Regions from separate parts of the Bicyclus anynana genome. Here region 1 is linked to region 2. Evidence: chromatin contacts called from public Hi-C data. All regions are on one chromosome and are shown on one strand. Each heading gives the region's core, a stretch centred on a gene start, on an enhancer-like site or on the middle of the called end of the contact. The rest is flanking DNA. Distances are from core to core; before and after follow the strand shown. Region 1 overlaps LOC112048631 (GAS2-like protein pickled eggs). Region 2 overlaps LOC112048631 (GAS2-like protein pickled eggs).

Evidence for each region. Hi-C and Micro-C count contacts between places; a contact is called where the count stands out from the background.
Region 1: a Hi-C map of whole larva shows a contact between it and region 2, with 5 times the contacts expected there. The contact joins two enhancer-like sites. A contact is called at or near these places in 2 of 2 Hi-C or Micro-C datasets (whole body and whole larva).

Annotation. Positions count from the first base shown.
Region 1 is chr8:17,460,407-17,467,386 of ilBicAnyn1.1, forward strand. All of the region lies in intron 1 of LOC112048631 (GAS2-like protein pickled eggs), which reads right to left. Among protein-coding and RNA genes, the nearest start is that of Trnag-ucc, 51 kb to the left of the region's middle. Within about 2 kb of position 4,090, at least 5 of the 8 cell types and tissues checked have open chromatin away from gene starts, as enhancers often do.
Region 2 is chr8:17,406,438-17,412,986 of ilBicAnyn1.1, forward strand. The region is part of intron 2 of LOC112048631 (GAS2-like protein pickled eggs); the gene reads right to left. Trnag-ucc (transfer RNA glycine (anticodon UCC)) reads right to left here and starts at 6,405; the gene lies at 6,334-6,405. Within about 2 kb of position 3,409, at least 7 of the 8 cell types and tissues checked have open chromatin away from gene starts, as enhancers often do.

The DNA.
Region 1 (6,980 bases), core at 2,840-5,339, 55 kb after region 2:
TTGGTACCATTTCTTCACTCACTGACTAACGCCTCACTCCCATTCAGAGTTAGATCATGCTTGTAGCCTTTCGACAACATTTTGTAACATTTTGATTTAATTAAGCCATTGCAAAAACTGATTTCGGATACAGATTTGCATATTCCTTATACTATGTCTAGCGACTTGTCCTGACAAACTGATCTGATATCTAAATTTTATTTAAGTATAATTTTTTTCTTACAACTTAAGGTCAATATTAATATTACTACAAAATTAATTGAAATGACACCTTAAACGAGACAAAATACCAATTAATCTCTCGATAAAAATAAATGAGATGTTTTTTAAATTATCGAATTACCTATTCCATAGAATCATACAATTTTATTACTTTGGAACATTACTATGGATTTCTATGATAATAATGATCCAAGTTCTGGATGTTCAAACTTTTCATGATAAAATAAAATCAATTCCTCATACTTATTCACATTCCATTGAGGCCCTCGGTTTAATGTCCGTATCCTCATTAGATAACATGAACTAAATAGCTATGTCATGATACCATGATAAACTTATTTGATCGAGTTAGATAAAAATCCTTAAATCCCTATTACGCAGGTTACGGTAACATTTAGAGTAAGTATACAAGATAAGAGATACTTAAACTGAGTTAACTAATTCACGTAATCCATATTTATCTTAATATAGCCTAATTTTCATATCAAGATCCTGAGATCAATGACCGTCATGTAGAATCTAACATACAGGAAAAATAAAAAAATAAAAAAATAAAAATATATTTTGTAACTTTTCAACATTGCAAGAATTCTTCTTGCACTGCTTTTGAGTGATTTTGATACGATAAATGAGCCTTTTTCTTCTACAGATTTTTAAAAAATCCGCTAGAGGCAGTACCGCGGGGTAGTACAAATCGGCATAATACAACCACCAGATCAGTAAACGACACTTTTATCGTAAGTGTCAAGTTTAGCACAAGTAAGATTTTCTAAGGGTAAAATTTTGAATTAGTTTTATTAACGATAACGATTTTAGGGTAAAATGTAAAATTACCAGGGGGGCAAGATCCCCCGCGCCTTACCCGGGCAAAGAGGATAATCCTCGAGGCCCGTGCCCGCACTTGGATTTATCATCTAAAATTATTTAAAATTTAAAATTTATCTATATTTAAAATTATTTAACGAATTTAATTTTAATTGATATGACAATTTCGAATAAATTAACGCTACATAATCCTAAATCGTGAATTCATGTTCATCATAAGGATATTATGAAACAGTGAAAAATTGTAATTGACGCAACATCTAATTATAGAAACATTGTAACTGCAGTTTTTCCCTATTCAAATCCAATTGACTGTAATACAATTTCACATTAAATTCGTAATGTGTTTAATTGTTTATAGCCCTTGAAGTATACGTCAACTGCATGGTTGTTTTCTTAAAAATCAACCCATTAATATATTCTTATTAACCTTCCAAGATTCCTGACACGTATTGTAAGTGTTAATTAGGATTGAAGTGTCGCCCGTTCTTGTAATTAAGTGGCCACTTGATATCATGGAAAATTTATTTGACCTTGCCTGGTAGCCTTGTCGTTTAGGTACGCTTCACGAGAATTTCCAATTAAATCAGAAAACCGTCGGTCATCAATTTAAACCCATTAGGTACGGGTGTTTCGCAAGGATGACTATTAGATCCCTTATTGTTTTGTACATGCAGAATAGTCACTATGACATAATATTCAACTTTATGTTTGCTGTACAGTGTAACCTTCGCTGGAGGATAATTGGAGGACGGCCGCGTGGAACAGTGGGCAGTGACCTTGCTTTCTGCATCCACGGCCGTGGTTCGATTCCCATAACTGGAAAACATTCATGTGATGAGCATGGGTGTTTTCTAGTGTCTGGGTGTATTAATTCAGTATATAAATAGATAAAAATCTGCTATCTTATTCCGGTAACTATACGCTTACTTTGGGCATAAGAAGTGATGTGTGTATTGTTTAAGTGTATATTAAAAATAAAACCAAAATGATAAGGGTCCACTCAGTCCCGTAGTTTTTATAAACATACACATACACACACAAGCCTTAACTGTTTAATTTGAAGCATTTAAGGAAAAATTAAACAATAACATTATCAATAACATGGGTTTAGACTTACAATAAAGTGTAGCTCGGTCTAAATTATTTTAAGAGCTACGAGTATATCAAACCGCGGTTTTTACGATCGTAACCCAACACCAATTGTGAGAAGTGTATTAATTGACACTGACCCACAATCTCTATTCACGACTGACACCAAAAATAACATTATAACATAGAGCGTGTATTCGGAAATTACTATTGATTCAGAGTCTGCAACTGTTCGATCCAAATAACAAGCGAATTAATCACTTTTACGCAATTATATCGCAGTAGTAGTACCTAGTAGCTATTCAGCATCGTTCACTGCTGAGCAAGTTCTCAGTAACTGAAGTGATTCACGGATATTTTGGAGTATTTAAAGCGTTGAAGAACTACATCTGTATCAACAAACAGACAAATCATTTATGATATCCTCTGTTAAAACAATGCCTCTTTGTATTTCATTTCATACTGAATACGCTGGTTATGATGATTTTTTTGCATCTTATAGTTAAATTTGTAATATTGAGGTAATTCTCAGGATCAGGAGTATTTTTTTTCTCGTCTACTTTATTAAAGGATTGCTTATTCTGACAGATTTATTTAACAGATATAAACAACCAGGCAAATAAAGTAAAGCTACTAAAACCCCTGGAGAAATCGCGCTTGACGTTTTCTCCAAGTCTTAACGATAGGTGCCTGTGCCAATTGAGCTATTATTGTTTTAAAGTTACTACTAAAGTAGGACAGTGGCACCGACGAGCGATGGATGTAAGACAAAGCGAGTCGCTAGCGAGTTGCGCAATATTCCACGCTCCGCTAACTTCCGCTGTCACACACGCACGGACGGTCAGCAGGACATTGGAGATTATAGAAAAATAATGTGATTTTTAAATAACACTTGTCTGGACAAGCACTTGATATTATGTAAGTGGAAAACTTCTACACCTTGCAACACTTTGTAAGGCATACAAGAGACACTTCCTACAATGTCCTGTGGAACTCAACTTGAGGCATTAAAGGCATCATGTACCTGTGATTTTACCGACAACCATAACTAAAGATCGAAACACGGCAATTCTATACTAAGTGTACTAATTCTTTCGTCGTCATCAACCCATATTCGGCTCACTGCTGAGCTCGAGTCTCCTCTCAGAATGAGAGGGGTTAGGCCAATAGTCCACCACGCTGGCCCAATGCGGATTGGCAGACTTCACACACGCAGAGAATTAAGGTAATTTTCTGGTATGCAGGTTTCCTCATGATGTTTTCCTTCACCGATTGAGACACGTGATATTTAATTTCTTAAAATGCACACAACTGAAAAGTTGGAGATGCATGCCCAGACCGGATTCGAACCCACACCCTCCGGAATCGGAGGCAGAGGTCATATCTATCTCACTGGGCTATCACTGTCACACAAATTCTTTACCACGGCAAAATTAATGTTTTTACTGACCAAAATCTAGACAGCTATGCCAAGAGATGATTTGGGCTTTAAGCTAGGCTTTAGATTAGGGCATTAGAGGATGAATGAAATGACACTAACAAGAATGTGTGAACGGAAGAGAAAGGCCAAGGCGAACGTTCCTGAACCAAATCGAGCATACTCTTATCGAGGCGGTCAAGAGTACCAGTGAAAGAAGCAAGGGAGATATGCAAGATGCAAGGATCAAGCAAGTGGAACGACGTGGTCCATGTCTACCCCTATGGGAATGAGACGTGGTGGTATACGTATGAAATATGTACAAAACATAACAATGTGTTGAAAATGGAGTTAGTTATGACTGGTATAGTAATTCTTCCAACTCCAAGTAATCAGAAGTGGAATTTGTCTTTGTTTTTTTTGTTTTTGGAATTTTCAATTTAATTAAAATAATATTATTGTTATCTATCAGTATGTTTGTCTGCGGACGGTACGGCAGTGGGCCAGCAATCATCGGTGCGTCCGTCGCGACACAAATACTGCGAGGTTCCGCCGGTTCGCGACTTAATGCACTTCGTATTGTTATCACTGTCTCATATTTATTATTTTTTCACCCGCGTGTTTCCCGTTCCCGTAGGATTACGAGTTTAAATATAGCTTGTTATTCACTGATAATGTTCCTTTTCATTGGTGACATATATTCTTGATATCTGTTTAGTGGTTTAGGTATAAATGCGTCACAAACTCTTTCTCTCTGACCATCTGACCAATCTTCAAAAGCTTTTTGATATGTCTTATTTGAATGTCGCACATATTAAACTTAAAAATTGTGATGTTACCTACAGTAAATCAACCAAATTATCACTGGACTGTACATAGGGATTTACATACCCTAAAGTATTTTAGGAATAAAATAGATCTGTTTACAGTACAGTATTGAAGTTATAAACTCTCTCATCATGACAACAACTAGCGTGATCAAGCCTCATTACCAACGCTACAAGTATAAACACATTATTAATAAACATTGCAGCTACCAGTAAACACATAATAACGTGCCTAATTTACACATTACGGCTTCAAATATTATAATTAATCAATTTAATAAATATCAACGTACAAAATGTCAGCGCCCGCCGGAGGGCAGGGCTAGTCTTCCGGGCGGCAAGGTCGGAAGTGCCCAAACTTGTGACTGACAGTAATGATAATGACTTCATGAACGAGTGTTTACGAGCCCTGGCGAGGTGTCGGAGCGACCTTCATTTGACGCACATACGTCATCATAATCATCGGAGTTTTAAATCGTTTTAAGGGTTAACTGACTCGTTGGTACAATGGTTAGCCTTGTGTGCATTCGGATCTCTAGGGCCTGGGTTCGAATTCTGTGTCGGAAATAGAAACAGCAGCTGGTAGCTCTTCTATACTAACATTACGAGTTTATAGAGGTTTGTGGTGGATTGTAGGTGGTATCTACTAAACGGATTTTGAAAATTCTTTAACCAATAGAATGCGACGTTCTTTGTGAGTGTCATCGGCTAGTTTAAAATAATCGCGGCTGCCCGTGACTTCGTGTGCATGAAAATTATTATTGTATTATACACGTACAAAAACTTTTTACTGAATCTATAAATTAATAAAACTGTATTAAAATCTGTCGCGTAATTTAAAAGATTGAGGCGTACAGACTGCGGGAAGTGACTTTGTTTTAAGGATGTTAAGTTCATGTTGTCTTTAACATGTTAGTTTTGTTGTGTCTATGCAGAATACATCAGAGAGCAGTGATTTTACCATGAATCTCGGTCATGATTGTCCTGTGCCTGTCATCTCCTGCAACAATACCCATAGCCCGGGTATTCACTACACTCCTCGCGTTGCCGCGATCTTGACGCTATAATCCTTAGCAGTACTGCTCTACTTGCGGAGATACAGCAGGACGAGTAACGTGGGCACACAACTTCCCTGCTCAATTTCCTCGTTACTTCCCACACTACTCGTGTAGTGTAGCAGAGGCATAAGACAGAAACATAATGATTCTACTTGGTGATATGTGCCTAGTACGTACTTCCCCGGAAGAGATATTTCCTTGATATTTTCAAACATATTACGTAGAAATATTCATAATTACAAAACTAGACAAGAAATTGGAATTATTATCATTTTTCTGATAATTAAAACAATATTATTCAGTTCACGATTGAGTCCGCGCGATAATTCCTGTAACCACTTATCGTGAAGTGTTTGTTATCGAAAGGTTATCGTCCGCCATGTTGGATTGATAACAAAACATATTGATTTGAATCAAATGACTTCTCTGACGCCAATGTGTCTATAATGATAATTTATGATGTTCACACATTATGGAAAATCAATTAACAATAAAAAATAACCCGTCATTTTCAAAACTTGTACCAAAATAGCTCGCAGCATTAGGTTTTTGACAAGGGTAATTACATAGCAAATCGTACAAAAGGAAAACATGTAAAAATGATAGAGTCAGGTTGTTTGTTGCTGGTGTAAGGAAAAAAGCCTTGTAAAGTGTTTATCAGATAGCATGGGTACGGTGACAGTTGCTTATACGACGTTTATAATACGTACTATTATCGTGAATCGCGGCAAACTTTCAAGAGTGAAACGAACTGTCACCGCACCCATGCTATCTGAAAAACACTTTACTTGATGTACTTGGGTCGGGCATTGGAACTAGAACCTTTCGGACACCCTTTAACTGTTGAGCTATTGGGGCTGTAGCTATACACCTCGCTAGGGGATAGTATTTCCAATCTCGTTACGCGCGACCTCTTTCTGCGCCGCATTAACACCAATACGCTAGTACGCTTACCCTTACGTCTGTAACTGCATTACTCTATTATCTATTGTTTGTTGGTGCGTATTGTTCGATTTATTACTATAGTCTGGCAAGTTCGTTGATGACTCTCATTATATGCGGGCGACGGGGGGAATGACTGCGCGGGTGTGAAATCGTGTTTGCGGAGAATCAGTCGTGGGTTTTTCATTCATCGCTACACGCACCCCGACCTGCGCGGACCATCGGGAGTATTACGAACGAAATTGCTAAGCTAAGCTATAGCTTTAGATTTGATCTTTGTAATGAAAATGTTAAATATCACCTATCTCAAATAGCGAAGAAAAACATAATGAGGAAACCTCTGTGAAGTGAAGTCTGCTAAACCGCATTGGGCCAGCGCATGGATTAATGGCCTAACCCCTCTTATTCTGAGAGGAGACTCACGCTCAACAGTGAGCCGAATATGGGTTGATATAACTACGATACGTTCCGTTGTCATAAAAAAATATTATTTTTCCTAGCGTATTATTATCACCTACTAGGAACTGATGCATAAAATCGAACCCATTATAAACTCAGTGATTTATCGAATAGCTAACAAAAACTATAAATGCATGC
Region 2 (6,549 bases), core at 2,159-4,658:
TTGTGCTCACGTGAACAATGCACATTGCACATCTTTGTGACAGGGACCTAGCCTTTGTAACGTGTCTAAAAGACACAAAAATACAGTATCTCAGTTGACAACCAGCTTGCTTTTATCAGGAAGTACATACGTGTATTAAAAATGTAAATGTATTAAAAAATAAATTAATTACATATTATTAATAAACGTATATTGCCTGATAAATCTCACTCGACGATTTCTGCGTGTTTCTTGTAAGTTTAAAGGTCTTTCCACATTGTACTCAACGCTCAAAGAATGTTAAAAAGTTTGGCTAGAATATTCACAGACATCACGTAAAATCATAGACAATATTTGCCGAAACTTCAGTAACCTAGATCCCCTTGAGATCCGACTATACCGATAATGATATTTCGGAATTTTTTACTACAATTCTTTGCGCGCTGCAGACTTGCCGGAACACTTGACCGTGTGTGGCACGCTTAAACGGAAGTGTAAAAGCTGCCCTGGAGCAGTATCGCACGGCGCGCGAGTTCGACAACCCGCCGAAACCTGCCGACGCATCGGTTCAAGGGCGAGCGACTGACGACAATTCAATAACCCGTATTTAGGATAAAAACCGATATCACACCAACTGGCGTATAAATATCAATGCAAGAAATTCAAACTAAAACAGCCAATAATTTATCTACAATAGCAACTTTTGTACCTGTATCGATCTTATTGGAAAATGTCGATGTGTCCAGAAAGGCTTCTTACGCATTTTGACACACCTTAGATACTTCTATTTTTTTTGTAACATTTGTTATATTTAATTTATTAATTATTTATGACCGATCTGTCGATCGATCGGATAAACTGCAGTAGTAGAAGTAACACTGATGACCTCTCGATGGGAGTCCGTCCCCTTAACCGTGATGAAGTTTTGTGAGCCTATTTCTATTAACACGATCGCTGCGGAACGAGGTCAATTGACCTCGTAAACATTACGTGGTCGATAAACCTCGTTCAGAACCCCAGAATGTTTTAGTACGAGGTCAAAAAACCTCGTTCCGCACCAGGGGGAGGTATCAGCGCAGCGAACGTATTAATTATAATTCAAATTCCGATAATTCTAAATCTGCATGTTAACATATTATATCCATGCCTGCATGTTGTTTTAAAGTGTGTGTTGAAGTTTTGTCATACATTATTGCAAGGAAATATTCCATAAAGTCGTAAACTTAAACGCAACCATGAAACTATTATTTGTATTCCATCTATAAGAGACTCGTTTTAAGCAAATGACAATTATAAGTTCCTAAACACTTATGTCAGAGAAATCAAAGACGAGGAAGTTTCTCAGAACTCCAAATTCAAATATAAAAGGATTATGCAGAAAACGCGTAAAATTTATAGTCAACAAGGAATGCCGTTGTAAATTCTCAAGTCTAGACGTGTCGCCCAAAAATAAAACCTGTTAACATTAATGCGGTGTCAATATCAATAATTAATAAAGGACAATTAAATAAAGTACACATTGGCACCTCGCGACGAGGAAGTTGATCCTCCAAGTGATCTTATCACTTGAATCCACTTAAAAGGGCGCGTTCGTTGGCTCTTTAATGACTTTAATCAGATGCATCACTCGCTTGGGAATGTCAACATGTTTGTGTTGGTTTAAAGTGCATCTCAAGTTCAAATATAACTCCGTGCTGGCAATAAACGCGTCTCCAGTAGTGACTAGGTTGAGATTATTGCTTTAACTATAATCAAAATAGCAGATCGTAACAATGATGCAGTTTACAACTATAAAATTAAAAGCAAAAGGTTACCCATAACGAAATATTGAAAAGTGCTTGACGCACAAATCTGGCAGAGAGGCAGTTATTAGGTAGTAGACGTGTGCTAAGAAGGGATTTTGCGAGAGGGCCGGATTAAAGAGGTCTAAGGGAGACGAAGTGACATACGTCCACTAGTAGAAAGCACCGAAGGTTTCTCTAACGAATACATGGGCTGGTTTAAAATGAAACTTAACTTTGCAACTGAGATATTATCCCTGTACATTTAAACATATATATATGCACGATAAAAATTGTTGCTGTGAATTACTTACTGTATTGAAGTTTTCCTATAGCCATTTTTTTGATTTTTGAAATAGAGAGATTCATTAAAATAGTAACAAGGTCATCGATCAAGGTCAGAGTTTCATTATCCCAAGATTCTCAAGGCACAGGCACGATTGTACTGGCACTAGCGACAATATTGCATAATTCTATAAAGATACAGATGTGCTATCATTCTGTAACGAGAATGGACAAATATCTGAATGTTCGCAAGCCACTTATAGAGGTGACTATGAAGAAGTGATATTAGTGTCATTGAAAACATTTCGTGATTGTGCACTTAGAAACGGTTTGATTATCCAAACACTTGGTGCAGCTTGACCTCTACCTACACAGTATTACGTAATAAATTATCGTCTAGTATATATAATTATATTAGTGTGTGTTCTTTTAATTATATTCAGGTTTTCATAATTCAAAATGTTCATAACAAACATTATTCATAGGCAAGTAGAAATATTTTTCTAATTTAATTCAACTTTTGTTTCTGCAGTAGTCAAAACTTCCCGCGAATGTAATGTTAGGTTAGGTGTATTGTCCGATTATGACCAGACTAAAAGCTTAGTTACAACAAAAGATAGAAATCAATCGACTCTTGATGCGAATCTTTGTAAATTCGAGTAGCAGTCCACATCATTTATTTTAACTTCATCTGAACAATGGTTATAAATGGTAGACGCAACAAATTGGACATCCAATAAATCATTGTAAAGATCGCAGAGATTGACATGTCCCATGGGCAAACGTCTAATGCTACACGTATTGTTCGCTCTTATCTTTGGATCTGAACGCATTGTTATGTTACCGATTACCTTTATTTGTATTGCGGAATATTCATACTTTTTCAGCGAACGATTTATTTAAGGTTTTATCTATAGTATTAAAGTTCATTGACCTCTGTAATGCCTCCAGAGTTCCATAAAAAGCAGTCATAAGACTTGCATGTTTATGATAAGTTTCCTTACCTTTAAGGGGTATAAAATAAATTATCAGGAAGGGCATTGACACCCGCATAAAGACAATTATGAACAATATGAAAGACAACACCAAACCCTTGGAAAAAGGTTAAAACCCCAAAAGTAGTCAGAATGTCAGAAACAGCTAATTGATTACATTACAAGTATAATTGCGCGCCACTGAGACGCGGCCGTCGATTATCAAACCTTTAGCTCGAAGAACGTATGTGACAAGGGCACGGGCAGGCACGTAAACAATTTCCTACTTGACGGCGATAAATGTGAAAATTTAGATGCAATTAATGTGCCACGTGACCTGGAAGCCATCGCGGCGCACGCAGGCGCGAGATGTGCCATATAAGGGCTGCAGCCTGCCGCCCCGTGCCGCCAGAGGTCGCGCAGTCGGCACGCAAGGTCGAGCCTTCTACCAGGGGTGACTGACTCATGAAAATTCACACTATCAACAGATTTACGACACCGATAACCCGAGAGACGCGGAAGAGTCAAGAGTACCCTTTAATGTGACTTCTTGGTGATGAATGAAGCGAATTAAAAATGCGACAACGAATAATCTGAATTTATTTAGCCATTTTTGGTGTTATCGCCGTTGTGATCGCCGATAAAAAGAATGTACAAAAACAATTTTGTCCACGAATCGACCATTTGTCATTCCAATTTACTTATCTCGCCACACAGATAGTGAGTCCAGTTATCTTCGTGAAATATGTAAGGCTCGTGATTAAAATATGCTGTGAGAACTTAATTTAATAAACGACGCAGTTTCTCAAGTAGAACTTGCCCGAGGTACGGATGCAGAGCTAAATAATTCTGTTAGTATTTCTAGGAAGGATAAGATCTAAAATTATAATAAGTCTTCACGATCGTGCTCAGGTAGTTATTTTTTAAATAAAAAATCAATTTTAAAACTAAAAAAACAGAAAATATGTTTCTCTTGGTATTTAAGCACCTAATTTTAAGCACCTTTTATCAATAACGCTGATGTTACAAGTCGAGTTATATTAAGAAAACTACAAAAAAGTTGAAGAAATTATTCGTTAACAATTTAAAAATGCTAATCGAAAATTAAAACTAAGTATTTACTTTTTAAAGTAGATGGACTGGGGACATTAAGCGGAAACCGCTGGATTCTGACGGCTCGAGAGGGTGTTTGGAGGTCCATTTAAGAGGTCTATGTCCAGCGGTGGACGTCCATCGGTTGATAATGATGACAATTTACATTTGTCAATAAATGCGTAAGGTTATGCATATTATACAATTCATTTCTATAAAATCAAACTGATGGTAATAAACAGCAGAGTCTTAATTCACAACTATTTGTATTACCATGTAACCACAGAATACAACTACTGTACAAGTAGGTACCTACAATCCTATACCTTACAACGCTTTCGGTTTTTTACTGTCATGCAAACTTATGTCAATTTCTCAGTCAGTCATGCTTTTCACAAATTACGCAAATATGGTCGTGTGAATGTTTTAGTTTGTACATCATTCGTGAAATGATGTAATCTGCATTTGAAATGATATGTAATGTTGTGATTTAGAGCAACGTGTACGAGATTTAAAATATTATACTGCTTGACTTAATCTAACGCATATTTTAAGATTTCGTGGAGTAGCAGTTTTGCAATAAATCTTAATATAATACCTACAGTGTTTAGTAAATTTCCTCTAAATGTATTTGTTTTATATCTACACAAAAGTGTCCCACACAAGATCGTATCTTATGCTAAATAGTCATTATCTTTAATGAGAGAGAAAATCGAACATTGCGATTTAAATTTTAATTACAAAACAATATGGAAAAAAATCACGCCAAGTAAACCTAGACAAAATCCAACTTTTCTAATTTGAAATTGTTGAGTACCCAAAGCTCGAAATTCAAGCCTCCCCTTCTTCATAAAAGAGGAGGATTTAAAACCCGCCGTGCTGTTTTAATAGATATTGGTGGGTTTATGATGACCATGTTTCAATCTACCATTATAGTCAAATTTTCTATCAAATGGTAAATAGTAATAAGTATGACCAAGATATATATAGCTTAAGCTTATATAGCTTAAGCCCGCCAACAGCGCATTGTAGCAGCATGCTGTCTAGAAGCTCCATATCTCCTCCCCTATTTTCATATAGGAAGGAGACCTGTTTCTGTAGTAAGCTGTTATAATAGGCTGATATTATAAGAGGAAAGATTTCATTGGTCGTTTGTTTGTTTGCATTGAATAGGCTCTTATACTACTGAATCAAATTGAAAATTTCACAATTGGGAAGCTAAACTATCCCCGAGTGTAGTATATTTTATTCCCGTATTCCTACGGAAACGGAAACCACGCGAGTGAAACGCCCAGCGTCTGCTAGTTAGTCACAAACGACATACTCTCCCTCAAATTCTGGTAAAAGGATCTGCGGAACTGGCCGCAACCTCGCGCACGGCACCGTGACCATTTAGGGCGCGTATTGGCATTGCCTTGAGACGGAATCTTGATGATTATGACCATTAGTTGATTATAGCGCGCCATAAATGGCTATTCCGTATTCGCAAGTACGGTACGCCTATTTGTCGTCGAGCAGCGAGTGTAATTGATGTTGGCAACTTCCTGGTCTTATTAATATCTAGCTGGTTTGTGATTTATTGTCTTTTTGTTGTTTGTAGCGCCGCGGGATGACTGGCTGTGGACTCATTGTGATGTGTACTGACGGATAGTAGCAATTATTTCATGCCTGTAAAGGTATCTAATGATTTGTAGGAAACTGCTTCGTTGGTCCGGTGCCCTATGTATAGTGGCGTGCACAAGTTGTTTAATTGGAATATGCACAAATTATACGTACGATTTGTTCAAAATGGAAAATTGGTTTTGCAAAACAGGCTGTACGTAACAAACGTACGGACTACTTAAAGTACGCAGTGCATTTTTGCTTATACGAATTGCTCGCTACTGTCTATGTGGTTTCGGATTACGAGTTAAGTAGGTATTGTATTCGAAACCTATAAAATATTAAGAATTTTTGTAGCAAGATTCTTTAAATCGATTTCTAAACAAAATTAATAAAAATACATAAATAATATACTAAAAAATACTACTAAGAATAAGTATCAAGTATAAATAATACGTTTTAGACAACTTTTATTCTACATAGAAGTGAATAACTTGCAAAAATATTTGACTAGATTGATGAAACTATAATGAGAAATACTTAATTTATTTACAAATTCTTAATATTAATAGCTAATAAAAGAAAAAAAAATGCATAAAAAAACAAAAAGCATAAAAGTGTGCGATGGCCGGGAATCGAACCCGGATCAACTGCTTGGAAGGCAACTATGCTGACCATTACACCACCATCGCATCTGAGTAAGGGAACGAAATATGTGTACAAGACATTCACAAGTTACAGCCAATATTAACTTTCACCGTTTCGAATTGTATTTGTTATTATCATGTAAATGTAAGTAATTATTAATTAACAACTGCAATATATTTACACAACAG